2 separate regions of the Mus musculus genome follow, and region 2 is linked to region 1. Evidence: chromatin contacts called from public targeted proximity ligation data. All regions are on one chromosome and are shown on one strand. The core of a region is the stretch at or near the end of the contact, and the rest is flanking DNA. Distances in the headings are between cores, read along the strand shown. Region 1 has its middle 13 kb from the start of Scgb1a1. Region 2 has its middle 7.5 kb from the start of Gm36913.

The links.
Region 2: a contact with region 1 is called in a targeted proximity ligation map of bone marrow-derived macrophages, with 8 times the contacts expected there. A contact is called at or near these places in 4 of 130 datasets of targeted methods (bone marrow-derived dendritic cells, bone marrow-derived macrophages, extraembryonic endoderm stem cells and 1 more).

Annotation. Positions count from the first base shown.
Region 1 is chr19:9,071,668-9,077,720 of GRCm38.p6, forward strand. It overlaps a transcript of Ahnak not described here. Among named protein-coding and RNA genes, the nearest start is that of Scgb1a1, 13 kb to the right of the region's middle.
Region 2 is chr19:9,952,127-9,958,179 of GRCm38.p6, forward strand. No RefSeq gene overlaps it. Among named protein-coding and RNA genes, the nearest start is that of Gm36913, 7.5 kb to the left of the region's middle.

The DNA of each region.
Region 1 (6,053 bases), core at 1,309-3,808:
GCTAGGCTTGGCTTTCCTGGCACCTACCCAGACAAAGGGAGGGCCAGGCACCCGAAAGCATACAATGGAGAGTGCTTGCTGTACAGATGGCCTCTGACATCCGTTGAGAGTCACTGGGGACAACTGAGGTGGAGAATAGCTGATGGAACTAGCCCCCACTCCCTCTCATGTATAAATGTTATTTTAAACTTTCCCTAAACCACCAGGGTTCCTATGATGACTCCCGGTGTCTGGAGGAGATTGCAGAGTTACTGGACTCCCTGCAGGACTTGGCCCGGAAACTAAGGGACACTCTATGCCACCATGGCTCTGGAGGCAGGGCAGTGGTGGCTCCTGAGAACAGGCATAGATTGCCCGGCGGCTTCAGCTCAAGGACCAGACCTGGAAGGGTCCTAGGCTGGGTCTGTCATTTCTACAGCCAGGGTCTTTAAGGCCAGTTAGGGGCAGAAGGCCCAGGGCTGTGTCCAAGGAATGGGGTGGAGTTTCCTTTTTCCTTGTTCTCTTTGCACTTAGCCTTTTAGTTGTAGAGTTTAGAACATTTATCAGCCTTTCTGGGTTCACTTTTCATCACCAGATAATAGATTGGTTGCAAAAAATGATAGGGTCATGTGTATAATAACAAGAGGGGCTGGAGGGTGTGTGATGCTGTCTGCAGTCTGTGGGAGTCTGTCAAGAAAGACCGTGTAAGGATGGTGATCAGGAAGACAGAGTGAGGAGTGATGTAGGCCACGGTGGGGCACAGGATAGTCATTTTTAAGATACAACAACATTCAGAGGAGGGGACCTGGACAGATTTCTCAGTGGTTAAGAATTCTGGCTGCTCTTCCAGGGGACCCTGAGTCTCAGCATCCACATGAGATGAATCACAACTACTTGGAACTCTAGCTCCAGGGGATCCAGTGTACTCTTTTTTTGTTTTGTTTTGTTTTTGCTTTGTTTTTTTGAGATGGGGTTTCTCTGTATAGCCCTGGCTGTCTGGGAACTCATTCTGTAGACCAGGCTGGCCTTGAACTCAGAAATCTGCCTGCCTCTGCCTCCCAAGTGCTGGGATTAAAGGTGTGCGCCACCACTGCCTGGCCAGTGTATTCTTCTAGCTTACACACACACACACACACACATTTTTTTAAAGTAAAAGATATGACAATGTGACAATATTTAGATGTATAGCTTATGTTATACAGGAGGCTTAAGCAGAAGGCTCATTCATGAATTCAATGTTAGATAGTGTTATATAGTGAATTCTAAGGATACTTGAGGCTACCCAGTAAGACCATGTCTCTTATATTTTTGGTTGTGAGCCTAGACTTTAATGGCTGAGCCATTTCCCTAGCACAAGGCCATGTCTCAAAAAATTAGATAAAATAGTAAAAGAGGGCTGGTGAGATGGCTCAGCGGTTAAGAGCACTGACAACTCTTCCAGAGGTCATGAGTTCAAATCCCAGCAATCACATGGTGGCTCACAACCATCCATAATGAGAAACAAACAAACAAACAAAACTTATGGGCTAGAGTGAGCAGGGCCAGAGCGAGCAGGGGGTGGGAGGGAGAGGCTGGAGCAAGATGGAGAAGGGAAGGGGGAAAATAATAATAATAATAATAGACGTGGGAAGGTGAGCAGGATTTTTGACATGTATATCACTGAAGTGTGATATTCTTACCATTTGTTTCATATTATCTGGTGTTTATATTGAAGATTTATTTATTTATTTATTTATTTATTTATTTATTTATTTATTATTTATTCTGTTTATTTGTTCATGTATACATGTATGTGTGTGTTCATGTGTCACTGCCCTCATGTGGAAGTTAGAGGAAAACTTTTGGGACTCACTTCTCTCCTACATTTGTCAGTTCTGAAGATCAATGACAGGTTGTCAAGCTTGGTGGCAAGTGCCCTTACCTGCTGGGCCATCTTGCCAGCCCATTTGTTTAGTACGCATCCCAGGCTGGTACAGAACCTGTGACCATCCTGCTTTGGCCTCCCAAGTACTATGGTTACCAGTATGCCCTGCCATGCCCAACTTTCCTGATTAACTTTTAAAACCTTTAAGTTTAATTAAAAGTGATTTTTAGCTGGAGCTGTAACTCAGGTGGTATCGTGCTTCCCTGGCAGGCTTGTAACCCTTAGTGGAGAAAAGGCCAGTGCAGGCATTGATTCCAGGCTGCCTCCCGGATCTCTTGTTCTCTATTGTCTTCAGTGGGGACAGGTGTGGTCAGAGGGCATGGCTATCCTTTTAGTCATGATTACAGGGTTGCACTGAGATGTGACCACAGTATGAGTCATCATGAGATATTCTGGATGCGATCGGCGGTCATCTTTGTCCACTAAAAGAAGCTCAGGCACCGAGATGCAGGCATGGACATTGGCACTCTTGGGCTGGGGGCTTGTCAGATCTTGCTCGCTCTGGTTTCTGGAATGGGAGAAAGTTTTGGAGAGAGAGAGAAGCTGTGGAAAGCAATCCCTGCCCCCCCCCCTCCCGCAAGGGCCTGGAAATCCTGCTGCAAGGCCTGGAATTTCGTCTTCCTGTTTAGCCTGGCTGTTGTTCACCCACATTTTTGGCCCTGACACATCCTCTTCCTCCCCCTCCCAGGATGTCTCCTCATCTGCAAAATGAGGGGGTTGTATTAGATCGTATCTCAGGCCCCTTTACGTTTGAAAAAGTGATGATCCTGCTTCCTAGACACTTCCTCACTTTCCCCGCAGGCCTTTTGATTGACAGAAGAGGAGGGAGAATGTATGTACGTTCTATCTATAGCTCTAGCTCAAAACAGAGTGATCTAGCCCAACAGAGAGTGATCCAGCCCAGGAACTCAGTGGCATTGAGGTTGAAAGACACTGTTTAGAGAAGGAGAGACAGAGGAGGTGGAAGGACTTGAAAGACGGGTGTGTAAATGCTCTATAGGTAGTGGATAAATGGCAGTGAAAGAACAAGAATGAAAGAGGAAGAAGATGGATGTGTGGCCAGTGTTTAAAAGGGAGAGACTAGGAGCTGCTGGCACAGGATGGATGTGTCGGCAATGTGCTTACAGCTTGGGTGAATAGATTTTAAGCTGCTGACCTCAGTATAAACCAGCGCTGAGAAGTGCTACAGTTTGGATGCTGAATGCTCCCTGAGACAAGGTTTACGTGTTTAAGGCTTGTTCCCCAGGGTGCCATTGGGAGGTTATTAGGGGTGTGCCCTTTGAAAAGATCGGGGGACCTCAGCTACTACCTCTTTCTCTGCTTCCTGGCCACGGGGTGAACTGTTCTGCTTCATTCTCCTGTAGTTGTAACTGGCCTGGCAGAAATGAAGCTGTTCTAAGGTATCACTCAATCTAACTCTCAAACTACTGAAATAGTGGGCTCCAAAGAAATGGGAATTTCCTGGAATTCTCTAGATGGGCAGAGGAAAAGGTTCCACCAGCCAGAGCCGGAGCTTGTCTTCCAGAAAGAGATTTCACTCAGTCCTAACAGCTTGTCAGGAAGAGACTAAAACCCAAATAAAGATGGGTTCTTGGTGGGCGGGCTCACAACTTGACAGGAACTGCTTAGCTGTGCTTGTCTTTGGCCCTCTATCTAAACTTTGATCTCACTTTTAGACTCTGAAGATAGGGTTGGAAGCAGAGGTGGCTGGATCTCTCTGTCCTTCCCAGTGTGGCCACATGGAATGATCGCCATTCTCTGCTTTCCACTTTTAATTTGACTCTTTCAATTGGCTTATTGGGGATCGGTGGCTGTACCTGACACAGACAGGCTATGAATCCCAAGTTCTATAACAGCCACCTGGCTTCATCAAAGGCCCAATGGAATGGGGTGTGTCAGATCTTGGATTATCTTCTCCAAAACACATGGTTTCAGATAAGTGTTTCTCCTTATAAAAGAATCATCCTGTTATTTCATTATAGTAACAGAAATCTGACCACACAAAGAGATTGATGGCACACCCTCCCCCAATCTCCTGATTCACTATGAAAGAGCCACACCCTGTGAGGGACCCTTCCTCTGGAATTTTGAAGGGGTGGCTGTTAATGTCACATGACAGTATGAGGATAACACACTGGGTGGTCCAGTGACTCAGGCAATCACTTCCCTATGAGCTCTATCATGAGGCAGTCACGCTTTCTCTTGCTTTTCACTAAAATGACAATCCAGTTGTTATTGCTAGAGTCAGATAAAAGAAGATGAAGAGAAATAAGAACTATATTGTGCCTGTAACTCCAGCTACTCAGGAGGCCTGAGAGACGAGGCTTGAAATTGGAGGCTAGCCCAGGCAACTTAGTGAATGAGACCTTATCTACAAAGGGATGGGGAGGTAGCTCAATGGTAGAGTGCATGAGTAGTGTGTGCAATGCCCTGGGTTCAGTGTCCAGTGGGTGTGAGTGCCTGTACAGGCCAGAAGAAGGTGTTGGAGCTCCCTAACCTGGAGTGACAGGCAGTTGTGAATGGCCTGACTTGGATGCTAGGAGCCCAGTTCAGATCCTCTGAAAGAGCAAGAAGCAGGTTTAGCTTCTGAGCTGGCTCTCCAGCCCTGAATGTGATTTCTTAATGGCTAAGGCTAGAGGTGGCTGCTCTCTTCCTGGCTCCTCACCTTCATCTGCTATTTGGATGTTCTCTAGAACACATTGTTCTCTTCTGGTCTTGGGCTTGTACAGGGCACCCAAAGGACACATACTGACTTCTTACAGCTTCCATTCAGTCTTTACTGAATGGAAACCACACAAGGAGGTACGTCCAAACCCAAACATGACGAACAATAGGAATTTCCAATGCTTTCTACTAGGCGCAGGTTTCTACTGTTTCAAGGTTCTGCTGGGCTGGGGTGGTGAGGAGGCCTTTTCCAGCTCACGTAGACTGAACAGGATGGAAAGATGCGAATAGTGTTTGGAATAATAATAATATAATAAAATATCTCTGTTGTTGTTTTACAGGGCTGTAGCAGTGGCCAGGAAGAAAACTGCCCCCACTGGAGGTTGTTTTTGTGATTGTTCTTTGGAGCATTGTTCTAAAAATGGGAAATCACATCTTGCCATGCCAAAGGAAACAAACACCTGCAGTTAAAGGGATGCCTTCTTTGAGGTGGCTTTTTGGAGCAAACACAGTTGTAGCTACAGCCGCTTCTGGATAGAGGCTGTGGCAGAAGTTTGACGGGCCCTTTCTTTGCTTGCAAGGGATGGGATGTGGGCTTATTTTCGTATCTAGGGTGGGCTTTGGCAGCTGTGGGTATAGGCGACTCTCTTCTTACCTACCCAATAAACTTTTGTCATGCATTGTTTGTTCTGTGATCACCATGATGGGTTTTGCGTACTTATTTGTATTTTGAGATGGTCTCAAAATAATGAAACTCAAGCTGGCTTCAAATTTACAATCCTCCTGCCTCAGTTTAGGGAGTGCCGGGATTATAGGTATGTACCACCACACCCTTTTGGCTCAATAGGGGTCTGTTCTGTTTCCTTCCTTGGCTTGCTCACATTCCTGGGAGGGTTGGTCATCACCATACAACGTTCTTGTCACATTTTCTTCAGTTTTCAGAGGCAGCACATGACAGCTTGTCCACATGACTGAGGAGCCAGGCAGAATTTCCACATGTCTCTCTCTTTTTTTTGTTTCCTCTTTTCTCTCTCTCTCTCTCTCTCTCTCTCTCTCTCTCTCTCTCTCTCTCTCTCTCTCTCTCTCTCCCTCACTCCCTTCTCTTTCTCCTGACTAATCTGAAGCAGGTAGAATAGAACTTCAGCCATCAGTCATTATGTTGCTCTAGACCAACCCATCCTGACACTGGTGGTGCCCTGGAGTACAGTCTGAAATTCTGTACACTGATGGCAGGCATTCAAGGATCTTTAAAAAAAATATCTGGTTAATATTTAACATACATCCACAAAGAAAAAAATAATCAAGGCTCAAAACTTACCAGGCATGTAATGAATACATTTCAGAACGATTTGTAGTTTAGGAAGAACCTGGCTCCGTGACCTGATTTCATCTTCATTAGAAAGAGGAAGGTGGGCCCACAGGGCTTGATGCATGCCAAGCTCTCTGGAATTTTGCTTATACCTAGCTGTCTGCGCTGCGTCTGAAT
Region 2 (6,053 bases), core at 1,120-3,619, 880 kb after region 1:
GATATGGCCACTGATCTCTTGAATTCTCTGCAGCTAGGCTACATATAGGATGCAAAACAAGATTGGGCCCATTAACTTTCCATCATGAATGATAGAGGGGCTCCTAAAGCCAAACACCTCAAGGATGTATAGACAGCCAAGGGTACAAGCCAACACCCTGCCCCTCCCTGAGAATATATAACAGTTACTGGTGATGCAAGACATTTTATTTAACGATTTAGCCACTTATAAGTTGCCCATGCCCCTGTAAAGTAACCCCTCACTCATAATCCTGCAATTAACCTTTACTAAACTCACTGACTCACAAAGCTGGGCTTGAGTAGTGTCTTAAGCTATTATTGCTGCAAAGAAACTCCATGACCAAAAGAAACTTAGGGAGGACAGACTTTTATTTGACTCCCACGTCATCAGGAAGGAAGTCAGAGTCTGAACTCAAGGCAGGAACCTGAAAGCAGGAACTGAAACAAAGACAGTAGAGAAACACTGCTATTGGCTAGCTCCCAACGGTTTGCTCAGCCTGATTTTTTTATAGAACCAAGGACCACCTGTCCAGGGATGATACCACCCACAGTGGGCCGGGTTCTCTCACATCAATCATAAATCAAGAGAATGCCCCACAAGCTTGCCTTCAGGACAGTGGGATAGAGCCATTTTCTCAACTGAGGTTCCCTCTATCCGGATGATTCAAGCTGTGCCAAGGGGACAAAAATTAACCAGGACTGGTGGAATAGCTTCTTTGGTCTTTGTTGGAGCCCGTTTTGGGATGAATAGACATTTGTTTTCCCCAGACAGCGTTTACTCTGTAACTTCCTGCTACCCTTTGAGAGGTGGTCCAGGACTCTAATGTGTAATCTGGTGGGTTGCATCATCAGTTTCCTGTTTTCTATCTCTGGGAATCAGGACTCAACAAAACACTTCTCACTAGCAGTCCCTGGAGGTTGCCATCAGCGGAGACAGAAGTCACCTGGGTGAGGATAGTGTGAACAGGTGGAAGGTGTCACAGTTCTGTCCTTAGACTAGGGGCCTGGTCTGAACAGGAGGGGAGATGAAGCGTCAAGAGTCAACATGTCTTGCTGTCTGCATGGCCCAGAGGTGTGGGGTCCCAGCTGCATGTGAAGTCTGTTATGCCCCTCATGACAGTCTATGGCCTCTTAAACCACAAGCTGAGTAACTGTCCTTTTCTCAGGTTGCTTTTGCCATAGCAACAAGAAAGGTTAAAAAATAGAGCTGATAGTTTATGCGTGTTCTCCAGACTCTAGAGTCTTGAGAGGTCTGTGTTCAAGCCCTATGCTCATTTTTCGATTGAGTTTTCATTGTTGAGGGTTTTTTTTTTCCATTTTTTATTAGGTATTTAGCTCATTTACATTTCCAATGCTATACCAAAAGTCCCCCATACCCACCCACCCCCACTCCCCTACCCACCCACTCCCCCTTTTTGGCCCTGGCGTTCCCCTGTTCTGGGGCATATAAAGTTTGCAAGTCCGATGGGCCTCTCTTTCCAGTGATGGCTGACTAGGCCATCTTTTGATACATATGCAGCTAGAGTCAAGAGCTCCGGGGTACTGGTTAGTTCATAATGTTGTTCCACCTATAGGGTTGCAGATCCCTTTAGCTCCTTGGGTACTTTCTCTAGCTCGTTGAGGGTTCTTTGTTTTTGTTTGCTTTGAGGTAAGATCTCACTAGGTAGTTTAGGCTGGCCTTGAACCACTTATGCAACCCACTCTGGCCTCAAACTTAGGATCCTTCTGCCCAGACCACCTCTTTGAAAAAAGTAGTTATGCCCATAGTGCAAATGGCTGCTCATTCAACCAACTGTCCAAGTCAAATAAACATTAAACGTAAATGTGTCTGTGGGGTGGGTAAGTGTGTTTGCATGTTAGTATGTGTATGATTGGCCTGGGACTCTCTACCTCTGCCACTCAAATGCTAGAATTAAAATTAAAGATAGGTGTCATTATGCCCAGCCCTCCACCTTACTTGTTTTATTTTTGAGACTGCATCTCTTGCTGAACCTGGATCATACCAACTAACTAGGCTGGCTGCCCAGAAAGTCCTAGTGATCCTCCTGTCTCTAGGGTGACATGTGCTACCACACCCAGCTTTTTATGTGAGATCTTAATCTAACTCAGCTCCTCATGCTAGCACGGCAAGTACATACTGACTCAGCCATCTCCCCACCCCTAAAAACTGACTCTTGAAAATTATCTGGAAGTTACTATCCCCAAAGGGGCTAGCAGCCCCATATCTTCTTGTCAGAGACCAATAAGCCATCCTAAAAACAAAATCTCTGCGCAGCACTGTATGGTTTAGGCAAGAGCAAAACCCTCTGCCCCGGGGCTGCCATTTGGTGTCTGAACCATTGCCCTGGGATCTTTCCGTACACTATGACCCACAGTGGGCAGCCAGCTGCCTGGGAGGAGTGCTGGCAGGCAGCTATCCCACTTCCTCTACACCCATCATGGGACAGAAAGAGCTGGGTCCTGTGGGCGGGAAGAATTTGAGAGGGAGGGGGAGATGGGCAGAGAGGGAGGCCCTTTTAGGGGCCTGAAAAACACTGAAAAAACACAGTCTTCTTCCAGCAGATTCGTTTGGAGGCACTGTTGAGCACCGGCCTTGGCCCTGATTCAGGGCTATTGCTCAATACTAACAGAGAACAGCAAGACAGCAAAGGCCACAGTTCTGCCGGGAAATTTTTTCTGTCTGTTTCTTTTCTCCTTTCCTTTATTCTACAACTACCCTAGCCCCCACACCCTTCTGTCCACGCCTGGGCATCGCTGGGATGACTCCTAAGGTAGCTAACAGCTACCTCAGAGAGAAGAGAAGAGGGAGCGGATGGGTCTCTCAGAGGCTGGAGAGCTGGAGCTTGTGAAGTGCAGGCAGAGATGACTACTGCTCTGCCTACCTGGTCTGTGTGTCCCTGCTGGTGAGGAAGTTGAAGTTTTGCTTCTTCTGGAAACCCCACTCACTTGGCCTCGGGCTGCTGTAATGTGTAGCCTTCCCTCCCTCTCCTGGGCAGTCTGTCACCAGCAGCAACCCCAGGGCTCTTCTCAGAGAACACCACTCTGGCAAACTCGAGATTCCTAGCTTCACAGCAGAAAAGAATTTCAGAACTAGACACTGTAAAGGACGGTTCAGGTTTATTAAAAGAGGTGTGTGTGTGTGTGTGTGTGTGTGTGTGTGTGTGTGTGTGTGTTTTGAAAGAGGGTTTCTCTGTGAAGCTCTGGCTGTCCTGGTCTCTGTAGTCCATGCTGGCCTTAAACTCAGAGATCTGTCTACCTCTGCCTCCCTAATACTGGGATTAAAGGTACTCATTGTTCCACCACTGCCTGGAGAGAGATTTTTTTAAAAATATGTTTTAAATACACAAGTGTTAAAAGAAAATGAGAAAAGCTAGAGAAGACACAGCAGAGAGCACAGGGTGGCTTATCTAAGAGACACAGCCTGCTGTCTTTACAATAGCCACGTATAGCATTTAGGTTGGTTCTAAATGTCTTCTCTTGAAAGGGTTTCTAAGAAAACCAAATGAACCCACAGGGTGGTCCTGAGGTGCACAGATAAGGTTCCAATGGATAAGGTAACATTCTAGATCCCAGATACAGGAAGACAAAATGTCTTCACTGTAAACATAAGACTATGTCCAGGGAAAGAGAGGGGCTCTAGCTAAGGCCACAAATCTAGTTTACTGCTATTATAGCATAGAAAATCTGTATGTGAAAGAGATGCATCTTTGTGGCCACAACTTTCACAGCAGATGCTGTGCTGGGATGTCTGCTTCTCAGATGTTGAAAGGAGTGAAACAGACTGGAATGGTGTTCCTTTCTTTCCCTTCCTACAGCCCCAGAATTTCCCCTGGATTTCTAAATCAGGTGAGTTAGAACTTATGTGCCTAGCACATAATCCCTGCACTTGGGAGGCAAAGGCAGGTGGATCCCTAAATTTGAGACCAACCTGGTCTACAGAGAGTTCCAGACCAGCCAGGACTACACAGAAAAAAAACCTTGTCTCAAGAAACCAAAATGAGGCCTGGCACGGTGGCACACACCCTTAATCCACTCAAGAGGCAAAGGTAAGCATATCTCTGAGTTTGAGGCCAGCCTGATCTACAAAATGAGTTCCAGGACAGCCAGGGCTACACGGTGAAACCTGTCTCAAAGAAACAAAATAAGCAAGTAGATAGATAGACAGACAGAATGTATTGCCTAATTGTAATTCTTTTGAGTGTTGGGTTTTTGATACAGGGTCTCTCTATGTAGTCCTGGCTGTTCTGGGACTCACTATGAAGACCAGGCTGGCCTGGGACTCATAGAGTTCAGCCTGCTTCTGGATTAAAGCTGTATACCATCGTGCCCAGCACCGTTGTTATTTGGAACAATGGTAACTTGAAAACACGAAGGTTTCCAGAGGCATTTTAAGTTCTGTCTCAACCCTGATATCTTCCACCAGCTCTGAGAAGTGGCCTCCCAAGCTTAGTGTCCTCTGAGTCCATGGTGTCTACTCTGAGTCACCTTATGTGTACCCAGCTCCCTGTTAGGGGCCTAAAGAGAGAGCTAGGAGTGATCTTTGGCTTCTTAGCACATAAAAAGATGCAGTCTCCCCACCAGGAGAGGGGAAAGGAAGTTGGAAAACGAAGATGTGACCAGCATCAGTAAGGACTATAGACTGGGAGCACAGAGGCAGCAGAAGCAAAGGCATCTCTGGGGAGGGGAGTTACCAAGGAGACAGTGGGAATCACTAACACTGTCCCACTCTCATCCCTATTAGCAACCATTGCATCCTCATTTGCAATGGATTTGTCATTGGCTGGAAGCTGGAGTCTTTGATGAAATGAAGGAGAGTAGCATGTGTGGATTCTGCTGCTCCAGAAACACCTCTGTTGGGAGTGGGATGCTCCAACTGCCTCTGGGGAGCAATCAGCTCCTTGCTGGTGAAGGTGTGAGTGGACAGAGATGGTGGAATGTCTCCCAACCTGCCTAAGTTCTGGGAAGAACAAGGCTGATAGAAAGCAAGGCCATCTCCTCCTCAAAGCTTTACTCCCCCTGCCAAACCACATCTTCCTCACTCCAGGGGAGTGAGATAAGGGCCCTGGGGAGTGGTGACCCAGATGAGGCCAACATGGGGACAACCCGAGAAGGCCAGACAACCTGGGTCACTCTTTCCTATACACATACCTAAGAGACAAGACATGCTCCCAGGGACGGGGTGATGGCAGCACCCAGCCCTGAGAGCCGATGGCACCATGATTACCTCTGTGTGCTCACACATGGTGGAAGCCAGAGGACAACCTTGGGTGCCATTCCTCAGGTGCTGTCCATCTTTTTTTTTTTTCATATTTATTTTATTATTTTATTAGGGGTGGGAGGGGAAGGTGCCATGAGGGAAGGCCAGAGAGGGCATTGGTCCCCTGTAACTGGGGTTGCAGGAGGTTGTGAGCCTTCATAGGGCTGCAAGGAAGCAAATCCCAGGCCTGCATGTGTAGCAAGTGTGCTTAACTGCTAAACCATTTCTTCTGCAGCTTCCCCTCTCCCCAGCCACACTCGCCTTGTTTTTCTGAAACAGTGTCTGGCTGCCTTGGAGCTTACTGACTGAGGCTAGACTAGCTCTCCAGAGAGTCCATGGGGTTGGCCTCTCTCTGTGTCTTCAGCACTGGGGTCACAAGCACTCACCACCATGTGAGCAGGTGGATCTGGGGATCAAAGTTGTGTCCTCACACTTTCCAGGCAAGTACTTTACAGATAGCCATCTCCTCAGTTCCTGCCACAATTTCTGAGGCCATTTTACCTTTTTTTTTTTTTTCTCCAAAACTAGGAAATGAACCTAGGGCCTCATGCGTGTGAGGTAACTGCTCTCCCACTGAGCTACAGCTACAGCCACAGCCCCTCTTTCCACTTTTTATTTTGAGAAAGAACCTCATTAATTTACCTCGGCTGGCTTCAAACTCACTCTGTCTTCCAGGCAAGTCTTGAACTTGGGATCACCTTGGCTCAGCCTCCTGAGTATCTCGATTACAGACCTGTGCCACTGGTCCCTGCTCCATTTAAACTCTTAAACTGTAT